3 separate regions of the Zea mays genome follow, and regions 1 and 3 are each linked to region 2. The links are chromatin contacts, called in public Hi-C maps. All regions are on one chromosome and are shown on one strand. Each heading gives the region's core, a stretch centred on a gene start, on an enhancer-like site or on the middle of the called end of the contact. The rest is flanking DNA. Distances are from core to core; before and after follow the strand shown. Region 1 holds the start of LOC100276911. Region 2 holds the start of LOC100285468. Region 3 holds the start of LOC103639728.

The links. Hi-C and Micro-C count contacts between places; a contact is called where the count stands out from the background.
Region 1: a contact with region 2 is called in a Hi-C map of ear, with 4 times the contacts expected there. The contact joins the promoter of LOC100276911 here to the promoter of LOC100285468 in region 2. A contact is called at or near these places in 7 of 25 Hi-C or Micro-C datasets (bundle sheath, ear, endosperm and 2 more).
Region 3: a contact with region 2 is called in a Hi-C map of bundle sheath, with 4 times the contacts expected there. The contact joins the promoter of LOC103639728 here to the promoter of LOC100285468 in region 2. A contact is called at or near these places in 5 of 25 Hi-C or Micro-C datasets (bundle sheath, ear, endosperm and 2 more) and 1 of 3 datasets of contacts at active chromatin or transcription factors (leaf).

The regions. Positions count from the first base shown.
Region 1 is chr1:155,951,519-155,955,051 of Zm-B73-REFERENCE-NAM-5.0, forward strand. It overlaps LOC100276911, which reads left to right and starts at 1,970. Exons shown (of 1, transcript NM_001150608.2): 1 at 1,970-3,036. The coding sequence starts at 2,189. The coding sequence ends at 2,692.
Region 2 is chr1:155,556,174-155,559,452 of Zm-B73-REFERENCE-NAM-5.0, forward strand. LOC100285468 reads left to right here and starts at 1,697. Exons shown (of 1, transcript NM_001158361.2): 1 at 1,697-2,591. The coding sequence starts at 1,762. The coding sequence ends at 2,421. LOC100383778 reads left to right here. Exons shown (of 3, transcript NM_001359630.1): 2 at 1-3; 3 at 107-1,181. The coding sequence ends at 305.
Region 3 is chr1:155,900,327-155,903,687 of Zm-B73-REFERENCE-NAM-5.0, forward strand. It overlaps LOC103639728, which reads right to left and starts at 1,688. Exons shown (of 6, transcript XR_004855356.1): 1 at 1,416-1,688; 2 at 1,237-1,321; 3 at 225-322.

The DNA.
Region 1 (3,533 bases), core at 720-3,219, 400 kb after region 2:
ACGCCGTACATGCCGCCCATGGTGTCAGAGGAGGTGGCCCCGCCGTCATGGCCCGCAGGCGAGGTGAGGATCTGTTCCGTCGCGGCAATCTGAGCAGCGATAGCGTCGGCGGCCTCGCGCTCAAGCTCCCACACGAGGGCCGCTTCCCGCAAACGGGCCTGTCGCGCCGCGTGCTCCGCACGGGCAGCGGTGAGGGCGGCGACGGTGTATCCCTGGTGGGTGACCAGTGGAGGAGGCGGCTGATCGACGACAGGATGTGGATCGACGACCAGCGACAGGAGGATTGGTGGGGGAGGATCCTCTGGACCGGCAACACCTGCGGGAACCGCATCCGCCACAGCCGCAAGGGCAGAGGCGGTGCCCGCAGCGGTGAGGGCCCCACCGGCGTCGGTGGGCCCTGCCCCCCACGCCGGCCCGAGCGCAGGGGAGGTGGGAACGGACCCCCACGCCCCTGCCACCAGAGCCTGCGCACCCGCAGGGGAGGCAGCGACGACAGCTAAGAGGGGATAGGGAGGGGCCAGGGGGGCACGCCCACCCACGGCGACCGCAGCAGCGGCAGGGCCCGCGCGGCCCCCACGGCGGCGGCGGCAGCACCACTGCCGGCGCGGCCAGGAGAGGTCGCGCGGCCAGGAGAGGCAGCGGCAGCCAGGGGAGGCAGCCCACGCCCAGGAGGAGAGGGGAGGGAAGGTGGAGGGGGAGAGAGGAGGCTGCTCGCCAGCCATGGTGAGGAGCGGCGACGGCGGCGGCTGTAGGGGAGAGGGAGGCGACGACGGCTGTAGGGGAGGGAGGAAAACCTAGGCTGATGATACCATGTTAGAAGTAATAATTATGTATTAGGGCTAACCCTAGAGAGTAGCTATATAGTATTTGTACATGGACAATATATATGCCGCACAAGTTTGAAATGAACTTTGAGGCGCAGAACGTTAACGTTACTACTCGTCAATAAGCAGCTATGATTGAACGAGCTACTCGTCAACCGGGGAGGCACATTTGTTTTACGAAATATAGCGTAAATAAAAACAATAATAAATTACACTTAATAACAAGTTTTAACATAAATAATACCAGTTTCTAAAGTTTAGTCTAGTGACTAAAGTAACTAAACATAGCCGGATTTATGTGATGTTTGAATACACTAAAGATAATAGTTAGTAGTTAAAATTAGCTAAGAGATCTTCAAGAGTTCCCTAGAAATTGGCAGCTTGTTTCTGGGTAGTCAAAAAACCCCTCATTTGTAGCTACAAATGAGGGAGTTTTAAGGGCTATGAAAAATTTGGGAGCGTTCAAGGGAAACTGTTAGAGACACGTTTTTTTGTTTTTTCAAAAAAAAACTTGATTTAGGAGAGACTTCTGAAAAACTCTTGGAGATGCTCTAAAGACATCCAAACACTCTAGCTAATAGTTCAATTATTAGCTATTTTATTAAATTAGTTAATAATTAGGTAACTATTTGTTAGCTAGTTAATTTCACCGATAATTTTTTAGCCAACTAATATAGGATATTTAAACAATCTTTTTAATAAACATAATTTAACGTTATAAATTAGCATTTAAGTTATACATGGAATCAGTTTACCTTTTGGTCATCCACTTTTTGCGAGGTGTCTAAGGCTACGAGCCTACGAGTGAAGAAAAGTCGCTGGTAGCTCCTTTATCTTTTTACCGTCCTATCCTTATCCTGTACTATTGTATTGTACAGGCTTGCTCGAACTGTAGCTCCGCCACGTGGATCGTCTCAGCGCATGCATGCATGGTCCTGGACTGCATGTACTCACTCATGGAGGCCAGAGGCCAGAGGCCACGGCAGAGGTTAGAGAACCCATGTCGCACCAAGCCAAAAAAACAAAACCAAGGAAAACCACTACGCCCTTCTCGATCCGTCTAGAGCGTAGCGTAGCGTAGCGTAGCGATGGCTTTAGCCATGCCAGCTTGCCTGTAAATATCAGAGTATGCTCACAGGCAGCACGGGCTCCATCTACTGGGATTCTCGTTTTAAACCCCTGACCCCCATGCATCTCGCACGGGCACGGGCACGGGCACGGGCACCGGCACGGCACGGGCCACGGTTATAAATAACCACACACCCTCAAGGGCTGAACCGAACCAAGCAGTAACATTAATCACCCACTCTACTACTCGAAGTTACTACCAGCAGCTTGCTTCAACAGTAGAAGAGAGCGAGAGGATGGCGTCACCGAAGCCCTCGTCGGCGGCCCTGCTCCTCCTGGCGGCGGCGGCCGTGCTGGCGCTGGCGCGCGCGGACCTGACGCACGACAACTGCGTGAAGAACAAGAAGGTGACGGTGCAGAACCTGTGCAGCCACGACGTGACGCTGACGCTGGAGCCGCTGGCCAACAGCCCGCCGCTGTTCGCGGGCACCTACACGCTGCACCCGCGCAGCCACGCCGAGTTCCCCGTGTGCTGGTGGACGGGGCGCCTGCGCGCGCCCGACGCCGCCCAGGTGGAGTTCCACGTCGGCGTCGACGGCGGCTCCTTCTACCTGGCCCCCAACGCGCAGCCGGGCCAGCGCGTCCCGGTCTCCGTCACCCCGCACGGCTCGCCGCTGCAGGGCCGCTGCCCCGCCGTCGGCTGCGCCATCCAGGGCCGCTGCTCCGTGCACCAGGTGCCCAGCGGCGACTGCCGCAACGTCCAGGAGATGAAGATCATCTACTGCAACCCGCACGTGTGATGCGATGCGGACATGGGGTCGTCGCGCCATCTCGCGACCTGTGTTGTGCTTTCTTTCATGTCGCCGTCGCCGTCGTGTGTCCAACCGCCATTGTCGTTAGGTTGTTGTTGATTAGCCGTTTGCTTCGCTCAGTAGCCTCGCTCTCCAGTGTATTATCACTCGCATCGCATGCATGTGATGTGAGCCACTGCACGCGTGAGTGTCACATGAGTCGTCGTCCTGTCTCGTCTCATGTGTTTGAAATTGTAGGCAGCAGAGGATCGAGATGCGTGTCTGCTTTGTTCGTGTTCACTGCTGTCAGTCTGTCACCGAGTTCAATAATTTAGCTTTGTTTCATCGGGAAATTGAATGGATGTCTGTTGTTGTTTAATCTATTTTTAATTTTTGAATAATAATAATAATAATATAGTTTATTTTAAATAATTAACAGATGGCTACCGTAGTTTTGAAGCGGAGGCAATATAGCTAAATCGGTCTATGTGTCTCTGTAGTAAAAGTTCAAACGCACACGGTCATGGCCTCATGGGGGCAGGCAGGGCAGGGCACATGGACGGTCCGATTTGTCCGACTCGAACAAAATTAATGAGGCCCCCACTTGAGTTGTAAGCCCTGAGTCTGAGCTTTACCCACGGCCCATCATCAAAGCCTAGAGATGCCCACCTTCTTTAAAGGTCTGTTCTTTATATATTACAACCAGCTGCCAGCCATATCAAACAACTGTTTAGTATTTATTTAGCAACTTTATTTTTTCAAGATATTTCTATTTTTAAAGGAGAATAAACTATTTTCTCTTGGAAATAAAAATCCCTTAAAAATCAAAGAAGCCCCTACTTGAGATCTT
Region 2 (3,279 bases), core at 447-2,946:
TATGTATGTCAAACTTCACACTCTGGTTCTTATCTTTGCTGCCTAACTTATATGAGTCATTTGTTTTGTTGACCTAACACTTTATGATGTTATACCTCTTTTGAAGGGATGATGCTGTGATGAAGACTGCAATAGGTGTCTTGGGAGATCTGGCAGACACATTGGGTGTCCATGCTGGCCCTTTGATCAATCAATCCACCTCAACCCAGGCATTTTTAGAGGAATGCTTGGCATCAGATGATCCTTTGGTGAAAGAATCTGCCGATTGGGCGAGGATAGCAATCAGCCGTGCAGTTTCGGGTTGATGCCAGAGTCTTGAGTCTGCACTTGCATTCATCTACATATCATCATGCCTGGGTCTTTGATTGCATCATGTCCAGACATGCTCTTGGGAGAAATCCAACATTTTTACAGCAGAGTCTGAGGGTCCTCACTAACTCATGCATCACTACATGTGTCAACCCGCCCTTCTTGCTTCTGCGAGAAAAGAGGGTTCAAGCTGGCCGTCTGCTAACTTTTTCTAAAGGCATCTGCAACCTTCATTTCTTATTGGAGGTGAGATGTGAGCTTCTATTGTCGCATGACATGCTGACCAGTTTCCTTGGCATGTCAAGCGTATGATCTGTGGCCTATCATTTCCCCTTGCATTCATCTCATGCATTGAACATTGGTCGGATGGTCACTTGGGACAACAGGTCCAGTTGCTTGCTGCTGCTCCAGTAAGCAAGAGCGGGCTCAAACGCATTGTCACAGGATTATTTTTGTATCGATCAGGGTGGCCAAGTCCATGCTGATAGTAGGATGTTAATTTCCTAGCATTCTTTTCCTTTCATCCACTTGCATTGTCTTTGCATTTCATTCTTGGTCGGATTGTTTTGTAAGAGTTATTTTAGGGCAAAACTTTGTCCTGTCTGGTCTGCTACCGCACGCTATTTGTAAGTCAAGTTCATGCGTGCATTGGTTTATTTACGGGTGCTATTGGAGCAGCGGGTGTTTGTGCTTTTTTCCATCTTGTTTTTGGTAATATACATACATGCTGCTCCATTTCGGATTATCAGGAGCTGGGCGGGTGAAGAGACAGTTTTATAGGTCTTTGGAGTTGTTTTTGCCGGGGCAGAGGCAGTTGAGTTGGCTGTGATATCTTTTGTGATTTATGAAGAAACAAAGTGAATTGAGAATAATATGGTGAAATGTAAATGGTCTTCATTTCACGCTTGGAACTAACCTCCGTGCAGACTGCAGATCCCACCCACTTATTATAATTGGCTCCTGCTTCTCCGGCTGAGAGCATATATAAGTTGCTGGGTGTTGGGAGTTCTCTCTTCTCTGAACGTGTATCTAAACATGGAATCAAATCAAGCAAACTTGTGAACACAACAAAAATACCAAACATTGAATCAAATAAAAGTAAAGATGAAAACACAATAAAAGTACCTTCGGTTTAACAAAGCGGAAAGAAGAAAAGGTGTGCTAGGGAATGCTACTTGTTCTCTTGCTTCAATTCTATGCCCTCTTTCTCTTTTGCACCTTTTTGATTGATTAATCAACGCTTGTGGATCCTAGCTATTGTAGGAGTATATCAAAAACCATGGCCGGCAATATACTACACTAGCGTGGATCATGGATGCTGTCACATCGCTATGCTCGCCTATATTATATATAAAAAGCCAGGCAGACCTGTCTGATGTCTTGTCATCACAAACTCACTACACGATCGGCTATAGCGAGCTAACAGAAGCTCTATCAAGTACTGTGTAGGCCATGGCCGGAGCCCTCGTCTTCGTCGCTGTTCTCCTCGCCGCAAGCGTCGGCGCTACGACGGCTACCACGCTGACCATCCACAACCTCTGCCCCCACCCGGTGTGGCCGCTGGTGACCCCGAGCTCGGGCTTCCCCTCCATCTCCACCAACACCGCGCGGCTGGGCCCCAACGCGCTGCTCTCCCTCTCCTTCCCGCCCACCTTCTGGGCCGGCCGCGTCGCCGCGCGCACGGGCTGCGACGCCGCCGCGTCCGGCTGCTGGACGGGGACCACGCCGCCCGCCACCGTCGTGCAGGTCACCGTCCACGACGGCGGGAACCTGGACCAGGCCACCTACAGCGTGTCTCTCGTCGACGGCTTCAACGTGCCCATGGTGGTCAGCCCGCAGGCCGTCGGCGGCGGGCAGTGCCCGGCGCTCGGGTGCCCCATCAACCTCAACTGCGACTGCCCTCCCCAGAACCGCACCGCCGAGGGCGCCGCGTGCCGCGGCCCGCCGGAGTACTTCAAGAACCGGTGCCCGCTCACCAGGACCACGCCCACCGACGTCGAGCCCGTGCCGCAGAGCTGCCGCGCCCCGGGGGAGCTCAAGGTCATCTTCTGCCAGGCGACCATCGTCACATGCGGCGGCGAAGCAGAGCGCACCGTCCTCGCCGACAGCTAGACAGATCGAGCCGTCCAGCTCCATTCGCCTCCAGGCTCCGCTGAATCCTTACAGTAATTGTCATGCTTTCTTTTGCTCCATGTGTTTGTTAGCTTTGGCTTCGACGCGCGTGTACTCCGGTGGTTTTATTTTAGAAATCAGCAGTGAAGCAAAATAATTGTCTTCGGATATGTTAAACTGGCTGAGCCATTCAAAATCCACGAAGCGCGAGTGAGGTGCATCTGAATGTGGTTGTGGTTGGGGAATGGGGACGATGAAAACGCTTACGGCCGTGCCGTAGCAGGTTTTGGCATATATACCTTGTTTCTACGGAGAAAAAGCGTGAAAGCAAAAGTTGCGGATGTCTCATCAACTTTTGACAAAGCTGAATTGTGTCAAAGACCAAAGCAAATAAGATATGATCATGAGATACGAAGAATCATCCCCCCACCCCCTCCACGCACACTAAAATAGTCGCTTTAGCATTAGACCAATTGTCTCCATAATTGACGTTTAGAGGTGCGGGTCCCACATCTCCCTTCCACCTTCCCTGCAACCTCATTCCTCGTGCACTAGAGGCTTGTTTATTTCGATTTTTTTCTAACGAATTTTTATGAGAAAATCTGTGTACCATGAAGATTACGTGTCAAGGATGATAAATGAGTATATAGAGTTTACGATCTAGAAAGTAAAATATTCATCCTATCTAGAGATAACAATAGGTAAAAACCCGCCGGACATTACTTGTCCAAACTCATACCTACGAAAAAATGCACCCGCTAAAAAAATCCATACCCATGACGGGTATAAAATTTTTCCCAAACCTATGCCCATGCAGGTTTTGGGGTACCTCAACAGGTTTCCCATACGCACTAACAT
Region 3 (3,361 bases), core at 438-2,937, 340 kb after region 2:
ATCATTAGAGGTCACATGCATTACCAAGCGGATTTTACGTTCATTAGTTATATCCTCAAGATTAAAGATGTCATGCATATCCTATGAGACTCATATGTAACATAATCCTCAGAATTACGAAGTTAAATGTACTTAGGCTTTGTATGTCATATCATTAGGTAGACACACACATACTGCACACAAATCAATATATGGGGGGGAATTAAAAGGTAACAGTAACTTACATAGGTAGTATGAACTAACACTATATGTACCTATATGGTCTGGTCGCTAAAAGATCCAATTCATGCAAATGTGCACCTTGATTCCAAAACACAAACAACTACAGAAGCAAAGTGGAAGCATCAAAAAGAGCATAAAAAATATAGCCACATAGATGCATACAATTATAGAGGGGAAATAGTAAGCAAAAAACGCACGATTGACATAGCAATGTAACCATGGCAATTATGATCATTCAAGTTTTAATCATTATCCCTTTTGCCAGGGCTCTTAAATTATCATTTGTAATATGAATACATGAAGTTTTCCTTTTAAATGAGATATGACCATGGAAATCACATATTAAAGACTTATAAAAGTTGCTTGCTCATATTATCTGGAACATGGATAAAATACTTATAGAAGCCAATACAATAAGATGAAATTACATAATTATTATGTGACTTTATGAAAAAGGAATACCTCCTTCGTAAGACCAAGATAAGAAATGTTAGCAAGAACTCTTCCTTTTTTAGGAAAATATTGCATCCTTAGACTCACTTTTTTGTATCGGAGAATGGATCTCCCATCCTTTAGGAAAATACTACACCCTGAACTCATTTTTAGGGGAGAAAAGAAACGCTAAAAAGCTAGGATTTGGCATTATCAGTAATCAAGAAGCGTTACTTTGATGTAGCATTGGAACTGTGCTAGCGCACGTGTGGAGGCAGGGGAGCATCAAATGGCTGAAGCATATTAAAAGTAACGCTAGAGCTTGTTGCAGTATTTTTATGGGGGAAAACCCACTCAGGGTTTGCAATATGTTAGAAAAAGGTAAGGGAAAGCACATGATGGAGAGCTCACTGCAAAACGGATCGTAAGGAGATGAACAAATCGGACGTGGAAGCTAAAGTAGCACCGATCAGGGAAAAGATAGCAAAACGGATCTAAAGGAGACGAACGAATTGGACACGGAAGCTACAGTAAGCGCCAATCAGGGAAAAGTGAAGGTAAACATGCAAAGGCTCTCTTTACCTCAGAAAAGCGATGATCGAAGGAGTTAGAAACCGAAGGCGGCAGCAGCGTCGTCACTGTCGGCGGCGGCGGCGGCGTTGCCTCCCTGCCGGCACGAAAGCTACAACATCGACACAATCGAAAAGCGAAGGATAGTATGGAAAGGGTCTCTTTACCGCAAAAAGCAATGGTCGGAGGACCTGCAATCCAGGCAGCCGGCGAAAGCAGCTGCGCCGTCGGCACCGTCGTCGCCTCGCTGCTTCATAGCTACTCGAGGCCTCGAGGGTTAGCGAGGTTTCTAGATAAGCCTGGGCTCTTGAGTTTTCTTTTTTCCTTTTTCGTGGGAACTGGAAGGCAGAGCGGCAAGTCAGGAACCGGTTGGTAGGCAAATGAAACAGCACTAGCCACGTGTGCGGACAAGATGTGAAGTAGCAGCAGACGCATGCGACCAAGATTTTTTGGACGACGTGGATGCTACGCCTGGCGAGCGAGCTGCATCGGTTTAATAGGAAGAAATGCCTCTTAGGGTGCATTTGGTTGAATAGTGTAGAAGAATGGAGCGACTCCGATTCTATTTTCTGGATGTTTGGTTTCAATAGAAGAAGAGCGGAACAACTTCTCGAGTCTTCATATGAAAAAATACCATAAATAGTTGTAGTGCTCCCGCTCTACCAAAACGACCGGACGCGAGCGCTCTCATTGCTCTCCTCTCATCTACACTCATAGAGCTCTCTAACCAAACAAAGAACGGAACGGTTCCGCTCTATTTTACTCTTCGACCAAACAAAAAATGGATCAGTTCTATTCTGCTTGCCAAACGCAGAATAAAATGGCTCTATTCTCAAAAACACAAATGGAGTCGTTCCATTCTAGTTGACTCTCCAACCAAACACACATAAATGTATACACGAACGGATCTCTCTCCCACGTTAACGTATGGACATATTATTTAACCGATTGTTAATGTACGGTCCAACTTTTGCATTAATCAGAGTAGCTCAACTCTTAGAACGAACACGAGATGAGCATGTTTTATGGCTCGAGAAAAGGGCGAGGGCTCGCTGTGGCTCGCAAGCTGGCTTGTGGCTCAACCTAACAACGATTTGTTACATAAAATCCTAGTTAAAATAGTGTTAGTACCAAATAGACGATTATATTATATTATTTGAGATTACGGTACACAATATATTTTCTATATTAGATTAGTAATACATTATATTAGATTAGTAATACATTTATTTTACTAATTTAAAATTTGTTTATTTAATTATTTCTAAAATTTTATATTATAATTTGGAAGGCGAGTTAACGTTTATGGTCAAGTTCGTTGGCTCGACAAGTTGACTCGCGATCGGGTCAATCCTACTTTTCAAGCTCGCTAGAGAAGCGAGCCGCGGCGAGCTCGATTCGTTACTTTGATCGAGCCGCAACAAGCCGAGCTAGATCGACTCGTATCCACCCCTAAGCATATGTACGACATCGTCAAAACGAACCTTTTTTGGCACGGACAAATATATACGACATTGTCGAAGTGCATTGTTCTTCTAAGTATACGATTGAAATAACGGATTTTAAATTGCGGAAAATAGTTTTTCAATTGCAAGACAATGTGATTTTAGAAAATATTACATTTCAAAAATTAAATATACATATTTTTTGTGTTACATACATAAGTTCAAATTGTATTAATATGATTGTTAAAATAGAGTTTATGGAGTCTAATATAGATGACCCAATTTGGGGGATGTTATTGGAGATGGAGATGATATATGACATAATCTTTTAGAAGGTTATGTAAAAAATAAAGAATATTTCTTTAGAGTATGAAATTTAGGAGACGCTACTGGAGAGGTAGATCCACTATCTTTTCTCCTATCTCCTTCCCTATATTAAACTTCACTCTGCAAACAGTGTTAAACATTGTCATCTATAGGTTTGCGTCTCTTATTTTACACTACTTGCTAGAGACAGTCTTAGACGTGAAATTTAGAGAATACTACTAGAGAAGTCTAACACGCGCCGAAAGTAGCGTTTGGAAAAGTTGTGGCCAAGTGTCGTCGCCTCGATTCTCGTGACTTTTAATAAGAGAAGATATTTTTATCGTACGCGGCAGCAAGGATGTCTAGAGCAAGTTTAATAATAGTCC